Regions from separate parts of the Mus musculus genome. Here region 1 is linked to region 2. Evidence: chromatin contacts called from public Hi-C data. All regions are on one chromosome and are shown on one strand. The core of a region is the stretch at or near the end of the contact, and the rest is flanking DNA. Distances in the headings are between cores, read along the strand shown. Region 1 holds the start of Wdr45 (WD repeat domain 45). Region 2 holds the start of Plp2 (proteolipid protein 2).

Region 1 (7,595 bases), core at 1,100-3,599, 51 kb after region 2:
ACTGGCTGCTCTTCCAGAGGTCCTGAGTTCAATTCCCAGCAACCACTTGGTGGCTCACAACCATCTGTAATGGGATGTGATTCCTTCTTCTGGTGTGTCTGAAGACAGATACTGTGTACTCATACATACATAAAATAAATAAATCTTTAAGAAAAGATGAGGTTAAGCCTGGCGTGGTGGCGCACGCCTTTAATCCCAGCACTCGGGAGGCGGTGGCAGGCAGATTTCTGAGTTCGAGGCCAACCTGGCCTACAAAGTGAGTTCCAGGACAGCCAGGGCTATACAGAGAAACCCTGTCTCAAAAAACAAACAAGAAGAAAGAAAGAAAGAAAGAAAGAAAGAAAGAAAGAAAGAAAGAAAGAAAGAAAGAAAGAAAAGATGAGGTTAAACAGAAGATTACATGTTAATTGGAGGGACTCTGGCCAGCTTGAGCATGGCCAACCTGGCTCTGGCAGGCCTTGCCCTTCTCATTCCCTCTTCCTTGCTAAAAACCATTAGATTCCATTCCTAAAGCTAGTCCCCAAGGTCTATTCCTTACTTATCCACTTCCTCCTCCTGATGCTGATTAACAAGGTCAAGCTATCAACTGTTGAAATCCAGCAATCAAAAGTGGCCCTTTGGCTCCCCTAATTAACAGGCCCAGTTAAAATGAAACACCTCATCCTAACATGGGGTTTCCCCTTTTACCTTTATAGACCTCCTTTTTCCTATATGCAACGCCTGTCTGGCTTTCTCCTTGGTCCATTTCCCCTGCTCCTCCCTCCTCTATCTCTTGTCTTTGTCTCTTATTCCCTGCCCTCTGCCCCTCTGGGATAAATAAATCTTTTTTGCTGAGAACTTGGTCTTGGGTCCTGAGCTGATACTTCTCCTTTCATTAATAAAGCCTTCACCTCAATGAACAAAATACAAGGGTGACTGAGAATGGTTCCCAATGTCAACACTGGGCCCCCACATGTATACATACTCATGCATGTGTGCCTACACACACATGCAAAATGATACATACACACACATGCACCACATGTATACACACACACAGAGAAATGGAAACAGTCAAAGAAAGGGAGTGTTGGCTGTGATTATTGTTTAACACATTTGATAGGTAAGGAAGCCAGGGCTCAGTGGGATTCAGCAACTTGCCTGTGGATGCACAGCTAAAGAATGGTACAGTAGCCGGGAGGAGGGAATCTTCTAAGGATATGGGATATAGAATAGAATCATATAAAGGGATAACAGGGGAAACTACAACAGAAGGATTAAGTATGGAGGTCAGTATAGAGGAGGGACTATAGAAAGGAAGGGGTGATTAAGACTAAAGGTCTTTAGGCCAGGCTGTGGTGGCGCACACCTTTAATCCCAGCACTTGGGAGGCTGAGGCAGGTGGATTTCTGAGTTTGAGGCCAGCCTGGTCTACAGAGTGAGTTCCAGGACAGCCAGGGCTATACAGAGAAACCCTGTCTCGAAAAAAATAAAAAAAAACATAAAAATTAAAATAAGTAAAGACAGAAGCAGAGTGTTAACTATTATGGCTCTGATTATGGTAAATGCAAGGTAGTTCCCCATTCTTCTTTCCCTTTTATTGACTTTTTTTTGTAACTCAGGATGGCACAAACCCTCCGATCCTGTTTCAACAGCCAGTACTAACTCGTTTATTATTTCTCACAACTGTCGTGCATATTGCACTTATCTCAACACTCTAATATTTCCAGTGTGCAATTTGGGGCCTTTTGTGTTTCCATGTAAGCATTCTCTGTTTGTAGCTTTTGTTAAAAAAGACAGGACCTCATGTAGCCCAAGACAACCTCGACTGTCCCTCGCCAACTACTAGCACTACAGGTGTGTGAGCAATCACGCCCGGAGCACTCACATTTTACGGTAACAAAGGATCTTTTTGTAAAGAGCTAGGAATAGGGTGGGGAAAAGAAAGTAAAATTCCACTCTTATCTTTCCCCTACTCAAGCTGATCTCAACTTTCAAGATCTTTTATTCCAGCCAGGAGCACCCAGAGCCACAAGGTAAACAAACATTGATAGCCACTCTAGCCCAACTCGGAGAACTCGTTAGCCTGGGAGGTTTGCCCCTCTATCTCTCCGTGAGTTAACGAGTTCAATGCTTGGCCCGCTTCCGTTTGGGGGTGGGGGCAAGCCCTTTCCCGGGTTCCCTTAGACAGTCCTGCCTTTGGGCAGTCTTTTGTGCCTCCAGTCCCCTAATCCGCCCTCATTCTTTTTCCGGAACTTCCCTCGGAGGACTCTACTACTGCTCGGGATGCTCCACAGGTCCGCCAAGTGGGTGAGAAGAGCCCTGGCTGGAGTCTCTGCCCAGAATGAGTCACTTCCGTTCACAGACTCCCTCCTCCGGAAGTAAGACCTGATGTAAACAGCAGAGCTGGGCACCAAAGCCCGGGAGGTCAGAAATTTGTGCCGCAGGCGGCACCAACGGCTAGGGCAGGGGTCGGGGAGGGGTGATCAAGTCGGCAGAGGTGACGCGCATCTGGAGCAAGATCCAAGGGTTGGTCACGGTCATGGGTTGGGTGTTTCTACTAGAGGTCTTGACAGGTGATGGATGGCTGGGGATATGGGGGCTTGAGTCGGTGCTGTCTTGGAAAGGATCATGGCTTTTGGGAGAGGGTGAGGCGTTTCAATTAGGGTTCTTCGTTAGTGTGGGCATTTGGAGCATAGATTTAAAAAGGGCTCTTGGAAGCTAGTGCTCTCCAGAGTATGGCTCATGTAGAAGCAAGACCCAAGTTTTACGCGAGAAAAGTAGATTTGCGATCTTAGCTGATAGGTGTGCCTGAAGAGAGGTCTTGGAAGAGATGGGATTTGAAAAAAGGACGAGGTTTTTAGGGCAGGAATGTTTAGGGGAGGGAGTCAGAGCAGCAGCAGCAGCAGCATTGGTAGGTTGAGGTTTTCCTAGGCAGGATATGGGTTTTTTTTTTGGGAGGGGGTGGGGCTAGCGTGCCCTAGGGCAGAACCTTCAAGAGATAGCATGGAGACAAAAGGGACAAATTTTAGGGGGAGGGGACTCATGAGTAACATTGTGTAAGCTTAGGGGTCGTGGGTAGACAGTATAGGGAATGGAATGTGTCACATGTGAAGAATTTGGAATGTCAGAGTAATGCCTCGGGTGTGGGGTAGGGTGTGGATTGGTCTTTAGGACTTAAGTAGAGGGAGTGGAGGGGGTTCTCAGGCTTGCCTTTGCCTTGAGAGTTGGTCATATGAGAGAAGGGTTTGGGGAAAGTATGCTGCATGGGAGGATGTAAATGAGATACCCTGGAGGCGAATAAGCCTCCAGGTAAAGTTAGAAGGGCTTGAGGAGGGCAGTTCTGTGGGTGATGGGCCATTCACGGCAGTGAAGATGCAGGAAACCTTAGCTTTTTTTTTTTTTTTTTGTTTTTTTTTTTTTTTTTTTTGAAACCTTAGCTTTTGTTCCACTATTTATTGACAGGTGGAGTTGGGTGCCGGTGTGCAGATGAATAGCTTGTAGAGAGGTTTGAGGTCATATCAAACATTAGAGCTAAGAATGGCTGGGAGGGGGGAGGAGGTACCATGGGATATTCCCTACCCCATTACCCCATGCTTGGTGTTTGTGCCTGTTATGAGGCTTTTTGTCATTATGGGCCGGGATACGTTCTGCCTGTGGTCTTGGTTTAAACAGATACTCTGAGGTATCCTCCACTTGTTTTTGTTTTTTACAGTCTGGCAAAGAAAAGTATCAAAATGGGGAGGAAGCCAGGCGTGGTGGCATACGCCTATAATCCCATCCCTCAGGAAGTGGAGGCTGGAGGACTGCTGGGAATTGAAGGCCAGCCTGTGCTACATAGGGAGTACCAGGACAGCCAGGGATACATAGCAAGACCCTATCTCAAAACAAAATAGACCAAGTGGTGAGGAAGAAGAAATGATTTGGGGGACAGAAGTTGTAGGACTTCAGAGAGGACACTGGGGAACTCTTCACAATGCTGTCTTTTCTTGCGCCTAGGAAGGCCGTCCTGAATCATGACTCAGCAGCCACTTCGAGGTGTGACCAGCCTACATTTCAACCAAGACCAAAGTAAGCTTATGATTGTGTCTTTGTGGGAAAGAAGGAAAAGAAGGGCCAGGGATGACTCTGAGCCCCAGAATACGGGAGTCCGACTGATTCCTTCCATCCCCAGGCTGCTTTTGCTGCGCCATGGAGACAGGCGTCCGGATCTACAATGTGGAGCCACTTATGGAGAAGGGGCATCTTGGTGAGTGGCTGTAGCGGTGGGGCAGTGGGCAGAAGGGCTGATGTGTGCATTGGCATGGACCTCTCCTGACACCCTATTCCCTGTCCAGACCACGAGCAGGTAGGCAGCGTGGGCCTGGTAGAGATGCTGCACCGATCCAACCTGCTGGCCCTGGTGGGCGGTGGGAGCAGCCCCAAGTTCTCTGAGATCTCAGGTAAGCGCTTTCATCCTATACTTGACCCAGATTCCTCAAATTCCTCCCTTCCCACGTATACCCTGAGGGCATGGCAAATAAAGTCCTCAGTGCCTCTTGAGTCCCACAGTAAGGCACAGTTTGGAAGTCATGAATCTTATAGCTTAAGTTTCGTCTCTTTAGTATTTTTTTTTTGAGGCAGGGTCTGTCTAATTCTTTCTAAACCAGGCTGGTCTCAAACTCACACAGTGCTATTGGGGCTGGAGGTATAGCTCAGTGGTAAAACACTTGCCTGGTCTGTACAAGGCCCTCGGTTCCATCCCCTGCACTGTCAATCAGCAAAACTACTTATTGTCTGTCACCTATTTCCCTGGTTCTTGTTTTTCGAGACAGGGTTTTTCTGTGTAGCCCAGGCTGTCCTGGGACTCACTTTGTAGACCAGGCTGGCCTCGAACTTGGAAATCCACCTGCCTCTGCCTCCCAAGTGCTGGGATTAAAGGCGTGCACCACCACGCCCTGCTATTTTCCTGGTTCTTAACAATGGGACACTTACAGGGAGACTACTAATTAATCTACGTACTTTGCATACAAACATGTTAATTTGAGACAAGTTCTTTTGTAGCCAGGTATGACCTTGAATCAGTCTGTCTCCCAAGAGCCAGAATTACAGCCTAATGCTGTAACACCAGACTTTATATATTAGCTCATTTAGTTTTGTGAGGATTTTCTTTTTCTTTTTTGGTGATGTAGGGCTTTTTTTTTTTTTTTGGTTTTTCGAGACAGGGTTTCTCTGTATAGCTCTGGCTGTCCTGGAGCTCACTTTGTAGACCAGGCTGGCCTGGAACTCAGAAATCCTCCTGCCTCAGCCTCCCGAGTGCTGGAATTCAAGGCGTGCGCCACCACGCCTGGCGATGTGGAGCTTTTTGAGACAGGGTCTTTCTCCATAGTCCTGACTGTCCTGGAACTCTCTACATAGACCAGGCTGAATGCAAACTGCTAGGATTAAAAGATGTGCCCCTCCATCCCTGGCTCATTCTGTGTGGTAGGAAATACTGCTAGTCTCTCTCCGTTTTCCTGCTGTGGATGGAACCCAGGCCTTTGCACATGTTCTGTCACTAAGCCATACTCCGACCTCCTTGTCCTCATTTTTATGGATGAGAAAACTGTGGCTCAGTTAATAGACTTACCCAAGATTACACAATTACTAGGCATTCAAAACTTGGAGCTGTCTCTCTTATGCCCTCTTGGTTTGAGTCTCAAGTACCATCTTGTTTTAAGGTCTTTTTTTTTTTTTTCATATTGACCCCACCAATATCTGGCAAGTGTTGTCCTGGGTGAGTCATAGAACCCTAGAACTCATCACAGGACTCTCCTGAGGGTATAGACTGGATTCTGGAGACTGAAGTAGGCCTGATATCAAGCCTGTAACTGGTTGTGCTCATTTGAGCCTTGCTTTCCTTACCTCCAAGTGATAGGGCTGCTCTAGAATGTGCTTTATCAGCGATCTGGTCCACAAGTACTCATGCGGTATGAGGCACACACTGACTATTTGATGAAAGCGGAAGCAAGTGGTTGAGATCCTGTGAGGAGCAGGAGTGGGCACCCAGGCTGCCTGTCACCCTAAACTTTGGTCTTGCCAACCCACCCATCTGCCTGGCAGTGCTGATCTGGGACGATGCCCGAGAAGGCAAGGACTCCAAGGACAAACTGGTGCTGGAGTTCACCTTCACCAAGCCAGTGCTGGCTGTGCGCATGCGCCATGACAAGTGAGCTTGATGAAGACTGGGGACAGGGGCGGGGGCAGGAAGTTCCCACAACAAGTAAGGTAACCTCCCGCCCTCCACCCCCTGCCGCTGCCACTGCCTCCTCGCCTCGCTGGCAGTTGCCCCGTGCTTATGGCCCTCTGTGTTATGTGTGATGTCTCCAGGATCGTGATTGTGCTGAGGAACCGCATCTATGTGTACTCCTTCCCTGACAGTCCAAGAAAGCTGTTTGAGTTTGACACTCGGGACAACCCCAAGGGTGAGAAGACCCAGATTTGCCGGTGTAAGACTGAGGCTGTGGAAGGAACAAGGAGAGGAGGAGCTAAGAGAAGGGGCATCCTGACATTGCTGGGGGACAGGCTCTGTGCCCTTCCAGGCCCACAGTCAGTTCCTCTTCCCTGCCCTAGTCCTGCCCCACCTGACAGCAGAAAGCATTCATTGAGAACGTGGGTAGGTGTGTCCATGAGCGCTGGGTGTTCAGATGGGCGAGCAGAGCTTACTGCAAAGCCTTACCCCTGTGAGGTTGCTATGGGCACCATGCCACGGAGGGTTCAATCCGGCCCTCCCTCATCCAGCTCTGTCCATTCTGAGACTCAGCCTTGCCCTGGCCTCTCCTTCACCTGCCCATCCCCACTTCATCCTCACCACTTAGGGCTGTGTGACCTCTGTCCAAGCCTGGAGAAGCAGCTGCTCGTGTTTCCTGGACACAAGTGTGGAAGTCTGCAACTTGTGGTGAGCCAGCTAGCGGGCAAGGGTGGAGAGCTGGGTGAAGTGCCTGTCTTTGGGAACGTTGGTCCCTCCTCCGTTAACACCCCCAAGCCCAATCTGCTCCCTCCTACTCCAGGATCTCGCAAGCACAAAGCCTGGTACTTCGTCGGCGCCATTCACTATCAATGCACATCAGAGTGATGTGGCCTGTGTGTCCCTGAACCAGCCAGGCACTGTAGTGGCGTCAGCCTCCCAGAAGGGCACCCTTATTCGTCTCTTTGATACCCAATCCAAGGAAAAGCTGGTAGAGCTTCGAAGAGGCACCGACCCTGCCACCCTGTACTGGTGAGCACAGGACGTGTGTGGTGGGCTGCTTATGTTTCAGCACAAGTCGTTATGGTGGACTTCATTACGGGTCTGTCTTGCAGCATTAACTTCAGCCACGACTCCTCCTTCCTCTGTGCTTCCAGTGACAAGGGCACTGTCCACATCTTCGCTCTTAAAGACACCCGCCTTAACCGCCGCTCTGCGTGAGTATCTTCACCCTCCTATCCCAATCCCTCTGGCCGCGTGACATGCCTGGACTTACCAAACGCTGCCAACAGGCTGGCTCGTGTGGGCAAAGTGGGACCTATGATTGGGCAATACGTGGACTCTCAGTGGAGCCTGGCCAGCTTTACTGTGCCTGCTGAGTCAGCCTGCATCTGCGCCTTTGGTCGAAATA
Region 2 (7,214 bases), core at 1,378-3,877:
TGGAACTTACTATATTGACCAAGCTGGCTTTGAACTCACAGAGATCTGCCTCCAGGGTGCTGGGATTAAAGGTGTTTGCTCCCACTGCCCAGCCCTTTTGTTTGTTTCTGCTCTCAGTGTTCATGCACACACGTGTGCACATACGTGTACACACACACACTTACCAGTGGGAGCTGCTGTATGTCTTTGCTGCTTTAGAGGGAAGGTGATGTATGCATCGTAGCCAAAGAGCAACGTAGCAAGTAAGCCCAGTATCTGGATAGATAGGAGTGAAGAGACTGGATTAGGGGGCATTGCTACTGAGCCCCCATGTCTTTGTATCCACCTCCAGGGAGGGGCCCTTGTAGGTTAGTGACGCCAGTCTCATGCTAGGAAGGCTGGAAACCTCTGGGACTGGTCAGAAGTCTGAATGCTTACTACCTCCCCATCTCCCCAATACCTCTCAGCACAGGACAGACACCCCCATTGCCCCATATGCAGAGGGCTTGCTTCCTACAACTAGAGACAAAGTTCTAGCACGTGGTAGTCTAACAGGTTGACAAAGGGGCTGCCTTTGCCTCTCACAAGATCTGTGTCTGACAAGGGACAGTGTTTTCACACCAAATGATCCTTGCTGCGGCCAGACTTTGCATCTGTTTCTTGGGCCCCTTACCCCAGCGACAACTCTGGAGCTGCCTCTTCCTTCTACAAGGACAACAATGGAGGTGATCAGGTACAGGATGGTTGCTATGAGGGATCTGAAGAAGTCCTGCGAAGTGGGCCAAGAAAAAGGTGAGAGCTGCAGACCATTCCAACGTCCCAACCCCTGCCCAGCCCCGGCACTGCCGGCCCCTTTCTCACAGTCCAAGGCCAGTTGATGAATGATATCTTGGAGTGCAGGTCACACGTGTAGAAGACAAGTAAGACAGCAGCACAGATCATCTCAATCACCGACAGGGAGGAGTAGGCCGATGTTGTAGATGCACTGAAGCAAATCAAGATCACCAGGCACAGTATCTGAGAGGGGAGCAACGGAGCTCAATCAGCCACGGGTTAAAAGCAATGGTTTAAATTAGAAAAGAGGGAGCCGGGCTTGGTGGCGCACGCCTTTAATCCCAGCACTCAGGAGGCAGAGGCAGGCGGATTTCTGAGTTCGAGGCCAGCCTGGTCTACAGAGTGAGTTCCAGGGCAGCCAAGGCTATCTATACAGAGAAACCCTGTTTTGAAAAACAAAAAAACAAACAAAAAAAAATTAGAAAAGAGGGCTCTCAAACCTAAATATCCATGGGGGAGGGGAGGAAATCTACTTTCCAAGATGTAGCTCAGTGGCTGAGCATTTGCATAACATATGCAAGGCCCTAGGTTGCACCCACGCTCCAGAGACGGTAGGGGAGGATGGGGAAGAAAGAGAAAAAAAAAAAACATTTTTCTCAAATAACTACCAGGAGTGAGAAAATGACATCTGATAATTACGAAACACCTCTCGCATGCTCAGTGTTCTTCCAAGCATTGTCTAAGGGCTTTACACGTCGTATTCCACTTAATCATCACGAGAATCTAATGAGCTAGATACATTTATTTTACACAGGAGGAAAGTGAGTCACAGAGAGGTTAAGTGGCTTGCCCAGGGTCAACCAGTAAGAAAAATGCCGAATTATGTGCTTCAGTTCTCCTTTCCCTGAGGGGAGTGGCTCTGCCAGGTGTTTTGTGAGCGCTTGTGGCGCCAGCGTCCATGCCTTGAGGGGGAGGGACGTTCGGTTCCCCAGGCAACCCCTTTGGGAAGGGGGGGGGGGGAGACTGACACTAGAAGGGCAGGGCTCCGTTAAAGGAACCGCACCTCTTTTATGAGTGACCCAAAGGCGGTGCCCACTTGGAGGGGGATGGAAAAACCAAGGTTCCCTATAACCATCCAAAGAGCAAAGGACCTCCCATCCAGTCCCAAATGGGCAAGGAAGAACTGGCGAAGTGTGGAACGCCCTACCCTAGAGGGGACTAGCTCTACCCCACCCCAACAGGCCCCGCCTTTAGGCGCACTGCCAGCCCGCCAGCTAGTGCCCAGGCCGGCCACGCCCTGCCACGAGAGGCTCCCACTCCCCAGGACCCCTTCTCTCCGACCACTATGAACCTACACCCACACACGCACCCACACATCCCCAGCCCCCAACATTAGTTATAGATAACTCACCTCACCAGTGAACCACCAGCTCTCCACCCCTTCGCCCATGCCCCACCGAACGCCCTGCATCTTGGCTGGCTTCGACCCTCCTCCACAAACTCACCCACCTGCATCCCACTGGCAAGCAGCTGGACCACGTGCCTGCCTCAACCGCCACAGTCCCGTACCCAGTGGTCCAGCCTGCACACTCAGCCTCTACCCAACCTCCGGCCGGGGAACACTCACAATCTCAGCAAACAGGAGAATTCCCTTTTTGGTGCGCGAGAAGCTGGTGCAGGCTAACCAGCAGCCGGGGGCCGAGAGACGCTCAGAATCCGCCATGGTGGTGTACTGGAGTCCCTGGGACGCAGAAGCTCTGCTTTCTGGCTCACGGGTTCGAGGTCGCTGCACACCCAGCCGTCTGTCCCGCCGTCTGGCCGGGAAGGGGGCCCCCCGGGCAAAGGAGGGAATGAATCACCGCGCCTAGCAAAGCAGGCGGGGCCGGAGGGGGCCGGGCCAGGTGGAGGCCGCCCCGGAAGCCCCCTTTGCCCTGCGGCCGAAGACGATACGGGTCCCGCACACAGCCTTATCTACAAGGTGCCTGGAAACTCCAGGTACCAGGAGCAAGAATATGTAGACCCTTCACTTTTTCTTTCTTTCTTTCTTTCTTTCTTTCTTTCTTTCTTTCTTTCTTTCTTTCTTTCCTTCTTTCTTTCTTTCTTTCTTTCTTTTTAATGCAAAAGAGCTACCGAGGGAATCTGGCTTTGGAAGGGAGTGACTCGATTTTCTACTTTTGAACTTAGCCAAAAGGTCAAGAAGTAATAGTTTCCTTAGCTGAAAAAGGGGTAGCTGAGGCCCTGTTTAAACTCGAAATTCTCGAGGCCAGGTATGTTTCCTGAATTCGGAGTGCTCTGAATTTTAAAAAGTTTTCCCTTTGCATAGAGCAGTGGTTCTCCACCTGTGAGTAAGGACCCCTTTGGGGTCCAACGATCCTTTCACAGGGGTCCCTTGAGATCATCAGAAAACACAGATGTTTACACTGCAATTCCTAACAGTAACAAAAATGCACTTATGAAGTGGCAGCAAAAATAATGTCGTGGTCAGGAGTCCTACAGCATGAGGAACTGTATTAAAGGGTCGCAGTTTTAGGGAGGTTGAGAACCACCTAACAGGCAGGGTCTGAGGTAGTAAGACTTAATTCCCCCTGGATCTGGTGTAATTGTTCACAATAAGTGAGATGAATAAAAATTGAAAGGTGTTTCTGATTGGGTCAGGTCAGGTTCTGTAGTCAACTGGTACCAAACTGGGATGAGGAGGATGCAGTCAGTTCCCAGAGTTTGGGCAGTGGTGGTGACAGTGCTGCAGAGACTGGGAACGGAACCTGGTGATCGACCTGGTGGATACTAGTGACTATATCATCAGTCTGCTTCGAGCCTAGCCCCCCCAGTAACCCGTGCTGGCCAATTCCAGGCAAGACTTCTTCTCGGCCTCGGTACTGGACCTCTGTTTTATGGTTCTGAGAAGAGAGGCCAAACAAGCTTTAGGGAAAGACTAGAGAAAGCACACATTTTTGCTGAGAGTTGGGCAAGGTAAGGGGATGGTCTTTGAGTATAATTTGGGGTACAAACGTTGACTTTTTGAGGTGTGTTCCTAAGCAATTAATTAATTCCTTCTGGCCTTCGTCGTGTCTAACTCTGAGACATGTGCCTGGTTACCTGAAATCAGGACACTCCCCCCACCCCAATGTGTTCTGGACATTGGTTTATACTCAAGTATAACGCAATCACTGAAAGGCTAGAATTCACCCTAAGGTCCTGCCTGCCCCGCCCCAAACATAGGTCCCTTCCAAATGAAGAAAGGGGTTCCCTTTTACAGTCACCATTGTTGAGAGAATGCCTGAGTAATGGAAAGGTTGAAACATTTTCCCCAGTGTTGAGTGCCTGCATTCAAGCAGGGACAAATACCTGAACTTGTGGAACATGACAAACTTAGCTCTGGCCTCTGTACTCGCCGTTCTCATAACTGTCGTGCCCCTCCCCCACAGCGTTGGCTTCATTTGGCTTCTGGTCTTTCAGGTTCCACTTCAAAAGCTGTGTCTTCAAGCAGGCTAGCAGCCCACCACCCCTCCCACAGTCTAGCTGGTCCTTTTTGCTTTGATGTTGTTTGTTTGAGCCAGTCTCTCACTGGGTAGTCCAGCATGGCTTAGAACTCGTGATCCTCTTGTCTTGGCTGGCCACGTGGAGAAATTACAGGAATACAACAATCTCCAGCCATAACCTTTATTATTATTATCATTATTATTATTATTTCTGTAACTATCAATTCTCTTGGAAGTTATCTTTTATGGATTCTTGTCATTCTTGTCTGACACTGGTCTACTTTTACTATCCCTGGAGTCACTGTAGAACTACTCTAGAGCAGGTATATGGTCGAGGTTCAACTGGGACTTGTCAAATACGGTTAAGATTATGAGGAAAGGCTTCCAAACCAAGCTTTAACTAATCCTGCTTTGAGCTCTCCACCATCCAGTCTATTTGCGATCGCTGGGCCTCGTTTTCCCCCTTTGGGAAATGACCTAATGCTGAGTAGGCATGTAAGTAGATGAAATAAAAACCCCCATTAAAGCTAGTAGCAGGGTAAAGCTAAACTAAGTAAATGGTGGCTGAGGTTACTATATTAGTCCCCTGGGTGTGGCTGTTTAGGAACTGTGTACTAGAACCCTTTCCTGACTTCTGGGGAACCATACTCCCACTGTACTCTGAGTCACATGTCACCACACACTAACACTTCAAGTGCTCACTTTTTTATACCCCAGCTGCTAGCTGTCCCTGTTCGGATTGCAGTCTGCCCCACCCCACCCCCACTGCCACCTGAGACTCAGGACCTGTCATTTCTCCCCTTCCCCCCCTCCTCCTTATGGGGTGGGGGGGAAAGTTGCCTGTTTAGACCACAACTTCCCTCTTTGGGGGATGGGATTGAGGATGCAGGATGTGGTTAGCAGCAAGGTGACTGGACATTTGTAGCATTGGCCAGGACCTGCTTTGTGGCTCCCTGGGTTGGAGTCTACTGTCCATATAAGCTTTTGACAGTAGGATTCAACTCCCAGGGCGGAGGAAACTTTAGTCTCGTCCCAGGCTAGGACCGCCTGGTGCAGTTTGTCACCGTCTAAGGAAAAGAGGAGGCGTGGCCCAAAGACTTCTTCTAACAGCCCTTTTTAGCCTGGCCTACTGGAGGCGCTGACTCACACCTTCCCCGCTCTGTCTCCAAGTGGGGTCCAAGGCCCCAGCCCGCGCCCCTGGGACAGCAGTCTATACACCACAGTTAAAGCTAGTTTTTCCAAGCCGGAAGTGGGAGACCACAGACTCTGGGTGGAGGAAGGCGCCAGAATTCTAGATTTGCTATCTTGATGTCAGCTAAGGGTCTGAAGAATTCCATGCGGGAATCCTGAGTTTACTGGGACACTCCCACAACAGGCCTACTTCTGCATTCCCCACATCACAAGCAGTAATGTGCGTACTCGGAAAGTGAAATGAATGAATGAAGGGCAGGGATTAGCAAAGCAAACTGGGAAGCAAGCAGAAATAAAGACCCATCTGGAGGCATGAAGGAAGCTGCACGTAGCTTTCGGGTGGTTTCGAAGGGACTTCATCGAAACCAGATCAAGCCACCCCTCCCTTCCAGGGTGGACTGGGAAACCTCACCCCGCCTAGAGCACCTAGCAAGTCAGAACTGGATCCAACTATTTTATTACCTCCCGGTCGGGAAGGGACTAGGAGAAGCTGCGCGCACGCGGACGTGGGGGTGGTGGGGTGCGAGCGCTCTGGGCTCTGGGAGGGCCATACCACTGGCGTCTTGAAGGGGTGGGGACCACTCCACTGTGCAATGTGCAGTGGGAAGGTACTAAACCAGGTTAAAGCTCTAAGGGAAAAGCTTAGAGCCTGGCGGTCCTGCATGCTAGAACCTTATGGGACCTCACCTAGTGAGCACAAAGCTGTCTATTGGTGCTCAATGCCTCCGCCTTCCGGCTGCCATCTCCAGAGCAAGCTGCGCGCCCCCACCCCGAACCCCTAGAGCCCGCGAGAGCCGGTCCTCGCTGGGCACCAGCCAGGGCCCAGGGGTACCAGGGATACGGTTTTCCAGGTCTTCTGTGGGGTGCTCCACTGCGCGAACCACGTGGCCAATAGCCACTGCCTCTGGACTAGGTCTGGGACTGGTCCGGGTCTTGGGCCGGTGGTGAACTGGGGAAATGGTGCTGCGAGACTCCACCCTGCTTCCCCTAGGATCTAGGCTGCGATCTGGAGATAGCAAGACTAGGGGTTAGATTGGGTGGTGGAATAGACAATGGAAATCGGGGCCTTAGCTAAGAGTGGCCAGAAAAGCCCTTAGAGACAATTCTCATCAAGGCCTAAAGGTGTCACTCCATCACAAACCTCAACATCCCCGCCTCCAAATAAATATACCTCTTCAATCCAGGACATGCTCCACAGAAATCATTGCCCAAAGGCAATCAAACCCTGATCTTGGCTTTTGAACCACGAAGCTTTCCCCTTGTGAGTGTTCCAAATCTCTTCTCTCTCACCTCTCCTTCTTTGGCTCCCTGCTCTTTCAGTTACTGATCAGTTCTTAAAGATTGGGGGGTGGGGGTGGGGGTTGGATCAGGTCTCTCCTGCCACTGTGTGGGACCTTAGGGATCAAGCTCAATGTCATCAGGCTTGGTGACAAACATCTTCATCTACTGAGCACTCTTGCCAGCCCTTTTCTTTGTCTCTCACGAGTAAACTCCCTACTCTCTAAAAGAGTATCTGGGAGATGGAATCCACAGGGCTTCTCAGGTGGTTAGGCAACCTCTTTTTCCTCAGGATCCAGCCTTTCCACTCTCTGAGCCTCCCCTTCCCCTCTCTGATCTCTGCCTGCCTCTCTTCTCTGGGAAATCCACCACCTCACCTGTCTTCCGATGTCCTCCAACCTCCTTGATCCTACTGCCATCCATGTCTTGAGGCCTTTGAAGTACCAGGCAAAGGTGGGGGCCTCCAGTTCGAATCCTCTCCACCACCTGGGCATGAGTAAGGCCCTGTGTTGA

Evidence for each region. A called contact is a pair of places that touch in the nucleus more often than the background predicts.
Region 1: a contact with region 2 is called in a Hi-C map of granulosa cells, with 2.3 times the contacts expected there. The contact joins the promoter of Wdr45 here to the promoter of Plp2 in region 2. A contact is called at or near these places in 9 of 39 promoter capture datasets (the 3T3-L1 cell line, the SN4741 cell line, cranial neural crest and 5 more), 13 of 484 Hi-C or Micro-C datasets (B cells, CD4 T cells, Sertoli cells and 5 more), 15 of 115 datasets of contacts at active chromatin or transcription factors (the 230-238 cell line, CD8 T cells, the HPC-7 cell line and 8 more) and 3 of 9 other capture datasets (adipose tissue, liver and pancreatic islet).

Annotation. Positions count from the first base shown.
Region 1 is chrX:7,719,871-7,727,465 of GRCm38.p6, forward strand. Wdr45 (WD repeat domain 45) reads left to right here and starts at 2,350. Exons shown (of 11, transcript NM_001290792.1): 1 at 2,350-2,508; 2 at 3,979-4,050; 3 at 4,154-4,228; 4 at 4,317-4,421; 5 at 6,061-6,166; 6 at 6,328-6,422; 7 at 6,816-6,895; 8 at 7,008-7,216; 9 at 7,300-7,401; 10 at 7,477-7,595. The coding sequence starts at 3,996.
Region 2 is chrX:7,668,763-7,675,976 of GRCm38.p6, forward strand. Plp2 (proteolipid protein 2) reads right to left here and starts at 2,628. Exons shown (of 5, transcript NM_019755.5): 1 at 2,381-2,628; 2 at 841-996; 3 at 653-748; 4 at 165-255. The coding sequence starts at 2,476. Magix (MAGI family member, X-linked) reads right to left here. Exons shown (of 6, transcript NM_018832.2): 5 at 7,079-7,214; 6 at 4,404-6,429. The coding sequence ends at 6,140.